2 separate regions of the Capra hircus genome follow, and region 1 is linked to region 2. The links are chromatin contacts, called in public Hi-C maps. All regions are on one chromosome and are shown on one strand. The core of a region is the stretch at or near the end of the contact, and the rest is flanking DNA. Distances in the headings are between cores, read along the strand shown.

Evidence for each region. Hi-C and Micro-C count contacts between places; a contact is called where the count stands out from the background.
Region 1: a Hi-C map of blood shows a contact between it and region 2, with 2.8 times the contacts expected there. The contact joins the promoter of BAIAP2 here to the enhancer-like site in region 2. A contact is called at or near these places in 2 of 5 Hi-C or Micro-C datasets (both in blood).

What each region holds. Positions count from the first base shown.
Region 1 is chr19:51,004,158-51,009,878 of ARS1.2, reverse strand. It overlaps BAIAP2 (brain-specific angiogenesis inhibitor 1-associated protein 2), which reads left to right and starts at 3,298. Exons shown (of 14, transcript XM_018063625.1): 1 at 3,298-3,457. The coding sequence starts at 3,404.
Region 2 is chr19:50,954,016-50,959,068 of ARS1.2, reverse strand. It overlaps BAIAP2 (brain-specific angiogenesis inhibitor 1-associated protein 2), which reads left to right. Exons shown (of 14, transcript XM_018063625.1): 7 at 255-407; 8 at 3,127-3,351; 9 at 3,498-3,699; 10 at 4,353-4,554. Among named protein-coding and RNA genes, the nearest start is that of MIR338, 23 kb to the right of the region's middle. Within about 2 kb of position 1,473, at least 2 of the 5 cell types and tissues checked have an H3K27ac peak or open chromatin away from gene starts, as enhancers often do.

The sequences.
Region 1 (5,721 bases), core at 2,049-4,548, 49 kb before region 2:
AATTAAATCTGAGACCCCCCCTCCCTACGTGACGTTGAGATGAAGCCACTTACATAACGCGACTAAAAATAAGCTGATGAAGAGATGCACTTTGATTCTCCCTGCTTCCAGCCTTTTTCTCCTGGGCCACCCGTGCTGGGGTCAGCTGACCCAGGGTCAGTGTCGGCAGCACCACGTGGTCAGAGTCTTGCCGCTGACCCTGGCTCGGCACCCAATGTGCGCGAGGCCCCATCACCGGTGCCGGGGATGGGGGGACTTCAGGTTCAGAGGTGGGGTGCTGCAGGTCGCCATGGCTACACACTTCTCTGGTCGCTTGGCCCATAGAGGTGAGGACAGGCAGGCAGAAGTGACAGGGAGACCAGCAGTGGGCAGATTCCAGCCCATCTGCTTTCTCAGGGACTCGTGATGAGCTGCTCATCTATAGAAAGCCACTGCCCACCACCCCCCCCTAAATAGTGCAGGGAGAACAACCCCCTTGTCTGGGCGAGGGCAGGGGGCTTGGGGTGCTGGCCCTGCCGCTAGTCCTTGCAGGGCCGGTGAGACAAGCAGAGCCTCTCCATCATGGCAATGACTTGCTGGTCTTGAAGAGAGGTGGCTCTGACCCTAAGCGGGCCCCTCTGACTCCCAGGAGTGGCACGGGGACCACCTCAGCACCCAGCCCACCCCTAGCCCTGGGCACTGCTCAGCCCCGCTCAGACACTGCTGCCGTCTGAAAGGGCTCCCACCTAACTAAGAAAGGCCTCAGGGATCACTGGTGGGCTCCTGGCCTGTGGCTCAGACCTCCTCGCTGCTGAAGGGGTCAGCATGCAGGCCCAGGCACCCCAGTAGACTGGTGGTTGGAGGATGGGCGGGGGAAAGGAAGCTGCCCAGCAGGGGGCAGACTTTCTCACTGCAATTCTCCAGGCCCAGGTGTAAGCCCCTTTCCAGTCCTGCCCTGCATCTGCCATCGGCCCCACATTCTCAATGCCATTTCGCTGGATATGCTTATTTTCACTTGCCCCAGGTGCTCAGTGAATGCTCTTCTGAATGATGGCTTCCCTCTCAGCTGTTCATCTCCTGCCCAGATGTCAGCTGGAGTGTGCAGGCCCAAAGTGAGGCGATTAGCCCTCCTGTCTCAGCTGCTACCAAACGCGAGCATCCAGTTGGGCAGAAGGAGGGCGATCAAGACTAGGATCTTCTAGAGGGTGGGGTAGGGTGGGGCTCGGGGCCATGGAAGCTTTTCTGGAACGCCCCTCTCCTTCCTCTGCTGTCTCGTGACTGATGGGAGCAGACAGCCCAGAGAATTCTCCCCAGGCTAATTCCCCTCCCAGAGCACTGAGACCCTGTCTTCACCGGCCAGCCTCCCCCCACCATTCTCCTCGTCCTGGCCACTCTGGGCCCTTTGGATGAGCAACAGCTCTTGCTCTGTACCCACCTGGCTCCTCATTGGTCTGTTACCTCATACAGGTCAATGCACATCAGTCTTGGGGTGGGAAGGATGGAAGCTGCCTCTAGCTGGCCTGGAAGAAAGGGAGCTGGGGGAGGAAGACAGGCCTGACTTCTGACACGTGAGTCAACAACGCCCTCATTGTTGGAGCCAGTTTGAGCCGGCTTTCTGTTACTTGCAACCAAAAGAATCCCAGAAATTACATACTACACTGAAATCTACCTTAAAACACTGAAAGCAATAAAAAGGAAGAAACTGGCGCTGGTGTTGAAAGGAAATTAAACCAAGAAGTATCTCTGTGAACGAAGGCTCTGAGGTTAGGAGGGAAGGCAAATGCTTCCTGAATATCCCTTCCATTTTCTTTGAATCCATGTGAAGCAGAGCGTAGTTCATTCCGGTTAATGACCCCATGGAAAAAACCTGCCTCAGCCCCTACTGTCTTCTGGAGTCCTCCAGCCATCTTGGGGGTTCTGTCTCTTGGGCACCTGCTCTTGAAGGGATGACTGTCCAGGGATGGGATGCTGGTGGTGCTGGTGGAGAGTGTCAGGTTTAATTAAAGAGAAACACTTAGATCTGGTGTTTTACAAGGTAAAGCAAATAATTTCTCTATGTTAGTCTAATTTATGTAAATATTTCCCCAAAGGAATTGTACCAGGAACCCTCTGTGCCAACTTGGTCAACTTCCTCAGCAGAACCTCCCAGGAATTGCTTTCAAAAATCAGACATCTCTGATCCCATCTCTTCCATCCAGGAAGTTTCACCCTCCCCCAGGTTTTCCCTCTCCCCACCTCCCTACCCCCAACCCCACCTCCCTCTTCCCTGCCCCTCCCCTTCCCTGAGTCTCCTCTCCCCAGGGAAACTACCCCGCAAGGAAGATCTTCTGCCACCATCACGAGGGTCCTCTTTCTCTGAGCGCCCCTCAATCCTCACCACAGGATCCTTTCCCCATCCCTCCTCCACCGCTTCCAGAATCTGCACCCCCAAAACCCCTCTCCGCAGAGTCCTTCTCTGCAACCCAGGGCTCTGTCCTCCCTAGAATCCCAGCCCCAAGGCCCTCCCCACCACCGCCCCGCTCACGATGCACCCCTCCCAGGGTCTTTTCCCCTGGTCCACCCCTCTCTAGGGTCTTCCCCAGGGTCCTCCCTCCCCTGAGACCCGTTTCAGGGTCCTTCCTCCCCGGAAGAGCCGGCCCAAGGGTCGCAGCCACCCACCAGACTTACCTCCGAAAGTGCCCGGTAGAGGCTGGACCCTTGGGACAGCACGCCAGCCTCTCACCCTCCTTCACCAAGTCCGTACCCTTGCCCCCTCCCCCTTCCCCAGGAAGTGTCCGAGCGTTCAGGGACCTCCGTTGCCCAGTGCGGACGCCTGATCCCGACCGCTTTCGGGGGAGCGGCGCCCAGGACCCGGCCACCCTGACTCGCCACTTTGCGGAGTGCCTCCCCCACGCGCGTTCGCGGCCGGCGTTCCGCCCCCACCCCGTTTCTGCTCCCTTCTTCCTGCGCCACCCCGCCCCCGCCTCCCCGCCCCCAGCACTGCTGTCGCCCCGGCCCCCCAGGCTGTTCCCAGGGCCCCATCCCGCGCCGCGCCTCCGCCTCCTCCCCCGCGATCGACGGCGCCATGGACCAATCGCTCCTTGCTGCCGGCCCACAAACCCCGCCCTTGTCCCCGCCCCCTTCCCCGTCTATGGAATTCACCAATGGGAAAGACGGCGCGGGGGGCGGGGCCTGTCGGTTGCCTAGCAGCAGCGGCTGGGCGGGGGCGGGAGGCCGGGGGTGGTGAGCCGGGTGCGGCGGGGGCGGGCGCGCGGGAGGCGGGGCCTCTAGGGGGCGGGGCCTGGTCGACTATAAAGGAGGCTGCCGGCGGGGCGCCGCGCTCCTGGTCAGGTTCCGTGTGCTGTTTGTCGGGTTTCCTCGTCGCTTCCGCAGTCGCCGCTACTTGCGCCCCTGGTTTGGTCAGTGGTGCAGCCGGACCAGCACCATGTCACTGTCTCGCTCGGAGGAGATGCACCGGCTCACGGAAAATGTCTACAAGGTGAGCTACGTGCCACACGCGCCCTCGCGCCCTCCCCGGGCCGTCCCTGGGTCCTCGGGGGTCTAACCGGCGCTGCCGCGGGGACCCAGCGCCAGCCCGGCAGAGGTTGGCTCGGGTCCGCTTGCCCCAACAGCTTCTCGCTGCCCCCGCGCGCCCTTCCGTGCGTCTTCCGCGTGCGCGGGGGCCGGAGCCTTCGGACCCGAGTTGAGTAGGGGTGCGGACTGCGGAGTCCGAGGTCTGCGGGGTCCGGGGCCACGGCTGTCCGTCGCCCTGCGCCCCGCGGTGGCCCCGCCGGGCACGGTTACGCAAGCCTGGGGCACTTTTTTCTCAACAGGCTTTCCCTTTCCACAACTCCTTCTCGGTGGATGTGGCCGGGTGGGAGGTCGCGCGCGGGCAGGTTGGATGGGTAGACAGATAATCCGTCATCTTATGTAACCGCGGAGGGAGAAGACTAATTGTGTGGGAGGCTGGCGCGCCCGCCTCTGCTTCTGATGTGTGAGGAGTCGACTCTCAGCCCCCGGTGCGGAACGCGGGCGTGTGTGTCGGAGCGCCGGCAACCCGCCGGACCCTCGCCGCCCCCGCCCGGGGCCGGTTTTGCGCGGGTGTGCACGTTGGCAGACACCCGAGTTTCCGTTTCTTAGCATCCATTTTCTCGGTTTGGACCCCCACCCCCACCAGCACAGAGCCAGGCTCCGGAGGCTCAGGGCTGTTGACGGCAGCATTTCCTCACGGGAGAGTCGTGCCCTGGGCGGTCCACGCGGGCTTCGTACAAAGCCGGGCTCTGTTTCAAAACTGTGTCTGGGGGTTACGCGGGGGGCCGAGGGGTTTCGGAGTTGATATTTAGGCGGCGGCTGGTTCATGGCGGCGGAGTGGGATTGCAGCGCGCTGGCAGAGCAACAGTTTCTAATTGTGTTAAACAACTACGCTGTGCCTCCTTAGCCAGCGGCCTGCCAAGCCCTCTTTGCGCGCGGAGGGAGGCCTCTGATGGGCCCTTAGCTTTCAGCTGGAGTCCAGCACGGCCGCAGTCAATCCCAGCTGCTAATAAAGGTTTTTAAAGTTGCAGCTAGGTCACCTGGAAGAATCTGGAGGCCGGGTCAGGGTGGACTAAGTCAGTTCTGAAGCCATGTTGGAGCTGCTGGTAAACAGGAGTGAAGACTGACGAGGAAGCAGCACGTAAAAGGAACAGCCTCTGGTGTTTTTATGTTTGTATCACGAGAGTCAGTGGCATACGCTTTTTGGTTGTGTTGCTCTGTAAATGGTTGTCAGGGAGGGAGATTTATTAAATTATTAGTCATTAGTTTCATTTCCACTTGCTCATTATTGCAGAGGGTGGAAGAGAAGTGCCAGTGTTGGTCTTTTTCCCCCTCTTTTCCCTGCTTTTGCTCCAAAACCATGAGACAGGAACTTTAATGGCCAGAATTAAGAGGGAGTGCGTGGCGTGGCTTTGCTCTGGGGAACCCCATGGTCGGTCTTAATAAAACTCTTAAAACAGAGCAGTCAGGCATGCTGTTCCAGCGGAGCAGCTTCTGGAGGAAGCAAAGATGTGTTTGCAGGTCTGGAGTGAAATCTGTTGGCAGAAAACTATTAGGATCTGAGTGTTTGGGGGTTTGGGGCACACGTTCAGCAAGCTAGTCTGCGTTCTGTGCTCACTGGTCAGCTGATGACTGAGCTCCCCCGGGAAGGTGTGGCCGAGACCAGGGACTTTCAGGTTAGACACACCGGGAAGTGGGCGTCCACAGCGCTGGGTGTCTTACATTCTCCTGGCCGGTTGAGGCCGCGGAGCCAGTGGACAGGAGGGCTTGTGGGTGCTCCCCTGCCACTCTGCGGCTGTGGTACGGCTCCCTTATGATTTGTGGCTCGTCACTGGGGAGCTCGGGTTCCACAGCAGAGCCAGGACAGGTTGGGTAAGTTTGGCACACTGGCTGGGCAGAATCCAGCCAACTCAAGGCATGCTCAGGACACAGCCAAAGCTGCTGTTTGGAGACCCCGGCCAGTCTGGCTGGTCCTGCACCCTGTCTGGGGACGCTGCTAACTCTGTGCCTGGTTTGGTGACTTGTGGGAGAGTGGCAGGGATGTGGCCCTGCTCGGCGTCACCCCAAGCTACAGCTCAGCTGTTTGCTTTGGCCCCTGTCATATCAGCTGCAGTTCTGAGTGGTGTTTGCCTTGGCAGAGAAGGGAAGAGTGGGGACACCCGGCCTTGGCCTTGCTGATTACAGACGCAAGAATAAAATGTCCAGTTTTGCTTCTCCTCCCTGGAAGAATCC
Region 2 (5,053 bases), core at 224-2,723:
GTGTCGGGGTCTGAGGGAGGTGCCACACCAGCCTCACCGGGCAGTCTGCCACGTGGTCCCCACACATGCAGCTGCCAGGGGACCAGGGGGCAGTGGCTCAGCGGGATAGCCTCATGGCCAAAGTGAGTCACACAGCCAAGCGCCCACACCAGTGGGCTGGCCAAGAAGTGTTCTCCCCCTCTGTGGGGCTGCTCAGAACGGGTGGTGATGAAGTGTTGTCCCGTTTCGGGCTTATCTGCCTCTCCCACCCCCAGTACATCGACGCCATCGGCAACAAGCAGGGTGAGCTAGAGAGCTACGTGTCCGACGGCTACAAGACCGCCCTCACCGAGGAGAGGCGGAGGTTCTGCTTCCTGGTGGAAAAGCAGTGCGCCGTGGCCAAGAACTCCGCCGCCTACCACTCCAAGGTGGGTACTTGCTCTTCGTGGGGCTGGGCCCTCACTGGCACAAACTGCCTCCCTGGGGAACATGGGGGCGTGCCCCACCTTGAGCTGTGATGAGGGAACACTGCGTTTTCGACCTCCTCAGGAGGAGAGTTCTGGAAGGACAGTCACCAGGTCAAGGTTGCAGATGTTTTACAACTCCCAGCAGAAATTGCCAGGTGCTTTTTTTAAGAGCAGTTACACCAGTAACTCAAGCTTTCCTGGTGGCTCTGACAGTAAAGAATCTGCTTGCAATGCAGGAGACCAGGGTTCAATCCCTGGGTCAGGAAAATCCCTTGGAGAAGGCAATGGCAACCCACTCCAGTATTCTTGCCTAGAGAGTTTCATGGACAGAGGAACCTGGCGAGCTACAGTCCATGGGATCGCAAAGAGTGGAACACAACTGAACAACTAACACTTAAAGTTTCACTATTCACATCAGTAGCCCACTGAGAAGGTCTTCTCCAGGGAGCAAGCTCCTTGGGAGGTGCTGTAGTACCAGCCCCTATAGAGGCCAGCTTAGCCCCCCGAGGCCAGCACCACCCAGAGGACACATCATCTCCCCTGAAAAAACAGATAGCTTCAGTGGGGCTTCTGTTCCCCGTAGTCCACAGGTAGGAACTGGAGTGGGATCAGAGGTGTCATCTGGAACATTCCAGAATGTTCTGAGAGCTTAGGTGTGGTTAGGCAGCCCGAGCCAACCAAGGAAACCCTCATTTGTGTCCTTTTTTCCATAAAGGGGTTCTGGGGGTAGCACCTCACATGTGTTTGATCTGACTCAGCTTCTGGTCCCCAGGCTGACAGATGACCTCAGCCTCCACGGAGAGGCTCCTACCTGCCTGGGCCTGCCCGAGGGTCTGCTGCTGCCACAGGTGCAGCGCAAGGACAGTGATGGGCCTTCTGTCCTCTGCAGGGTCAGGGTGGGGCCACCCCACCGCGTGAGACTTTGCGTTCAGGTCCTGTGCCTGGAGGGCTGGCTGGCAGCGGGGAGGTGCTTGCTAGAGCCGCAGTGCTCCGGCAAGGCCACCGCAGCGCCCACGCGGCTCCAGCAGCCACGCGGCAGGCATGTGCGCCCTCTGGTGGCCGCTGGGCCCTATGGCTGCTTAGGAGAGCGTGGACCCATCCGTGCTAGAAGGAAAGCAGGAAAGCCATCCTTTTCCAGGATGTCACCATCTCTGTTTCCTGCGGGAGGGCAGATCGTGTGTATGCGAGATGACTTCCCAAGAAACTGGACCCCAGCCCCCCAGGAGGTTTGAGAAAGGCAAAAGCCCCGGGTCTGGGGCACCAGGGCATGAAGGCAGAGCCCCACCTGCTGTTCCTAGCAGCGGGCAGCTAACATTTCCCTGTTGCCTGGGTTCAGGCCTGACAGTGACAGGGCCATCAACTGAGGGGGAGCCCTGAGTTGTCCCTGTTGGTGAGGGTTCCTGCTGATCCAGTTTTTCACCACCAGCCCAGACCCATCAACTGTTCCTTTCAGCCAGAGGCTGGATTGTAACTCTCTTCAGTTTGGGCCAGTGCACAGGGAATGTGGCCACTGACATGTAAGCCAACTGCCCTGGCTGTTTTCCAGTTAAACATTCTATGCAGATAAGCAGCCAGCCCTCATGCAGGGGTGTGCTGGCCCCAGGACTAAACCAGAAGTTGGGGGAGGGGCCCTGGCCTGCTCTGAAGGGCTGTTTGTCCAGCATCCCCCAGCTTTCCCATGTGGGCGCCACCTCCCTGCCCCAGACACAGGCCAAAAGAAGTGGGAAGATAAATGAGGAGAGACAGTGAGGGCCGGACAGACCCGTCCAAGGTCCTGGAGACCTTGACTGCCCTAAGCTCCACCCAAGGTGGGTCTGGGATCTGCGTGGAAACACAGTTGTATCACATGTCGCAGGGAGGGTAGCCCGCCTTGGCCAGAGGGCTAGGACGGGAGGCAGAGCCATCTCCAGGGCCCTAAGTGTGTCCATGCCGTGGATCCGGGCCCCCTGAATGGGCTGCAGCGGGTCTCAGGCTAGTGTCTTGCTTTTGGCCACACCCCCACCCTGGGACCCTGGTCAGGCCTGGGGCTTCCTCGTGCTTTATCAGGCCCTTGTGCCCTCTAGCCCCCTGTGTCCTGGGCAGACCCCAGAGCACATTGGAGGGACAGCTGGGCTCGAGGGCCCCTGGGTTGGGGTGGGGGAGCGCGGACCACAGTTGGGCCCTGGGCAGCTCTGTCCCTTCCCCACAGTCCCCTCTCTGTCCCTGTGAGGTTTCCTGGCCCTCAAGTCTACCTGAACAGCACTCTTTCTGGTACCTCACCACAAAGAGCCTATCCTGTTCCATGGCTGACCACGTGGGCCCCTGTTCTTTCAACTCCCTCAGGCCCCTGGGGAGGCCCCTCTTGGGTCAGGCCTTGGTTTGACCTCATTCTGAGGGTCTCTCAGCTGGGGGGCATGCTATACCATATCCGGCCCTTTCCCAGGTCGGGAGTCAGGGACTTAGAGGTGGCTCACCTGGTTGAGGCACCCCACCTGGCGAAGAGCAGCCCCAGCCAGGTGTGCCCACCTGGGGTTGGGTGTGTCTCTTCAGGAGCCACCTGGTGCCATCTGGGAGCCAAGGGGCTGTGTCTGTGAGGTGGACCACAAGCCCTGGCCTCTCCCAGCCCTGCGGGGAAGCCCCCCGGCTGCGGGAGCCTGAGGCTGGCCCTCACACCCACCCTGTTCGGCTTCCTCCACTCTAGGGCAAGGAGCTGCTGGCGCAGAAGCTGCCGCTATGGCAGCAGGCCTGCGCCGACCCCAACAAGATCCCCGACCGCGCCGTGCAGCTAATGCAGCAGATGGGCAACAGCAACGGCTCCGTCCTCCCCAGCGGGCTGTCGGCCTCCAAGTCCAGCCTGGTCATCTCAGACCCCATTCCGGGGGCCAAGCCCTTGCCAGTGCCCCCCGAACTGGCCCCGTTTGTGGGGGTAAGTCCTCGCTTCAGAAAGTTCTGTGGGTGTGGGGATGGTTCCCCTTGGTGCTGGTGGTTGGCATCCTGGGGTGCCCTAAAAGGGGGCCTTGCCGGGCCCAGGCCCTCCTGCCACACCGCACCCACGCCACCTCTTCTCAACAGCGGCTGTCTGCCCAGGAGAATGCACCCGTCATGAACGGCGTCTCGGGCCCAGACAGCGAGGACTACAACCCGTGGGCTGACCGCAAGGCTGCCCAGCCCAAGTCCACGTCTCCCCCACAGTCTCAGAGCAAACTGAGTGACTCCTACTCCAACACGCTTCCCGTGCGCAAAAGCGTTGCGCCCAAGAACAGCTACGCCACCAGTAAGCGCTCCACGGGGGCCCCAGGCCCACCCGGCCCACAGCAGTCACGGCATCCCCGAGGGGAGGCTGGGGGGAGCCCAGAGGCTCACAGGCACACGTGTGTGCAGCACCCTGGGGACCGCTTTGAGATTTCCATCCCGGATCCTTGAGTTTGACCAGGCTCCCCCGTGAAATGAGTGTGGTAGGGCAGGGTGGTGCAGGGATGCCAGCAGCTCAGCCAGTGACAGGAGCGGATGGGTGACGCTGGAGGGCACTTTGCTGACCGTAGGACCATTCCCTGCCCTGCCTCCAGCCCATCTGCCATGGACAGCACTCCCCATCCTGCAGCCCCATCAGTGGGCCTTGGCCTGTGAGGGTCTCCCCATTAGCAGATGGGAAAGCTGAGCCTAAGACCCAGAGAACTGCCCCAGCTAATGAGCGGCGGGTCAGAGGCCACATCCACATGCACCCTAGCTCCCAGCTCCTTCCGGAGTCTGAGCCAGACAGCCCTGGAGGCCTGGCAGTCATCCATGAGGGTGGGCCGCCCACCTCCAGGCCCACCTGGGGGCTCCAAGCGTCCCACGGTTGGACAGCTGAGTTGACGGGAGGGTGACCGCGCCCTTTCCCGCGTGCGGTGGAGCTCCCCCTCACACCTGCCCTGATGTTCCTGGCAGCTGAGAACAAGACCCTGCCACGCTCGAGCTCCATGGCCGCTGGCCTGGAGCGCAACGGCCGCATGCGGGTCAAGGCCATTTTCTCCCACGCGGCCGGGGACAACAGCACCCTGCTGAGCTTCAAGGAGGGCGACCTCATCACCCTGCTGGTGCCCGAGGCCCGAGATGGCTGGCACTACGGCGAGAGCGAGAAGACCAAGATGTGAGTCTGGCGGGGGCGTCAGCCTCCTGACCCGGGTGCCTGCGTCCTGGCTCTGGGTCCTCCTTCAGACTGACTATCCAGGTCCCACAGGTCCATTAGGAGGGACAGACGTGGCCGCAGGCCCCCACCAGCCCTCACTTCTATGTCCCTTGACTCAGCCCGGCACCCCACGTGTGCGCATGGCCTCCCAGTCAGAAGCCAGCCTTCCACCGCAGAGCCTTTCTGTGCACATGAGCCACCCTTGTGAGGGTTCTAGAAGTGGCCTTGAGTCACGGGCCACACCTTCACAGCTCAGTTTGACACCTGTTGCCAAGAGGCTATGCCAACGCCTGGCTCTTGCTCAGCCAGAAGATGCCCAGGTCAGGGGCTGTCCCTTCCGACTGCTCCCACCACCCACCACCATCGTGCGTGTGTCTTTTGGTGGGCTGAGAGACCCCTGCCCGGGGCAGAATCAGCCTGCCTCCACCAGGAAGGGAGAGGCTGGGCTGAGCTTGGCTCT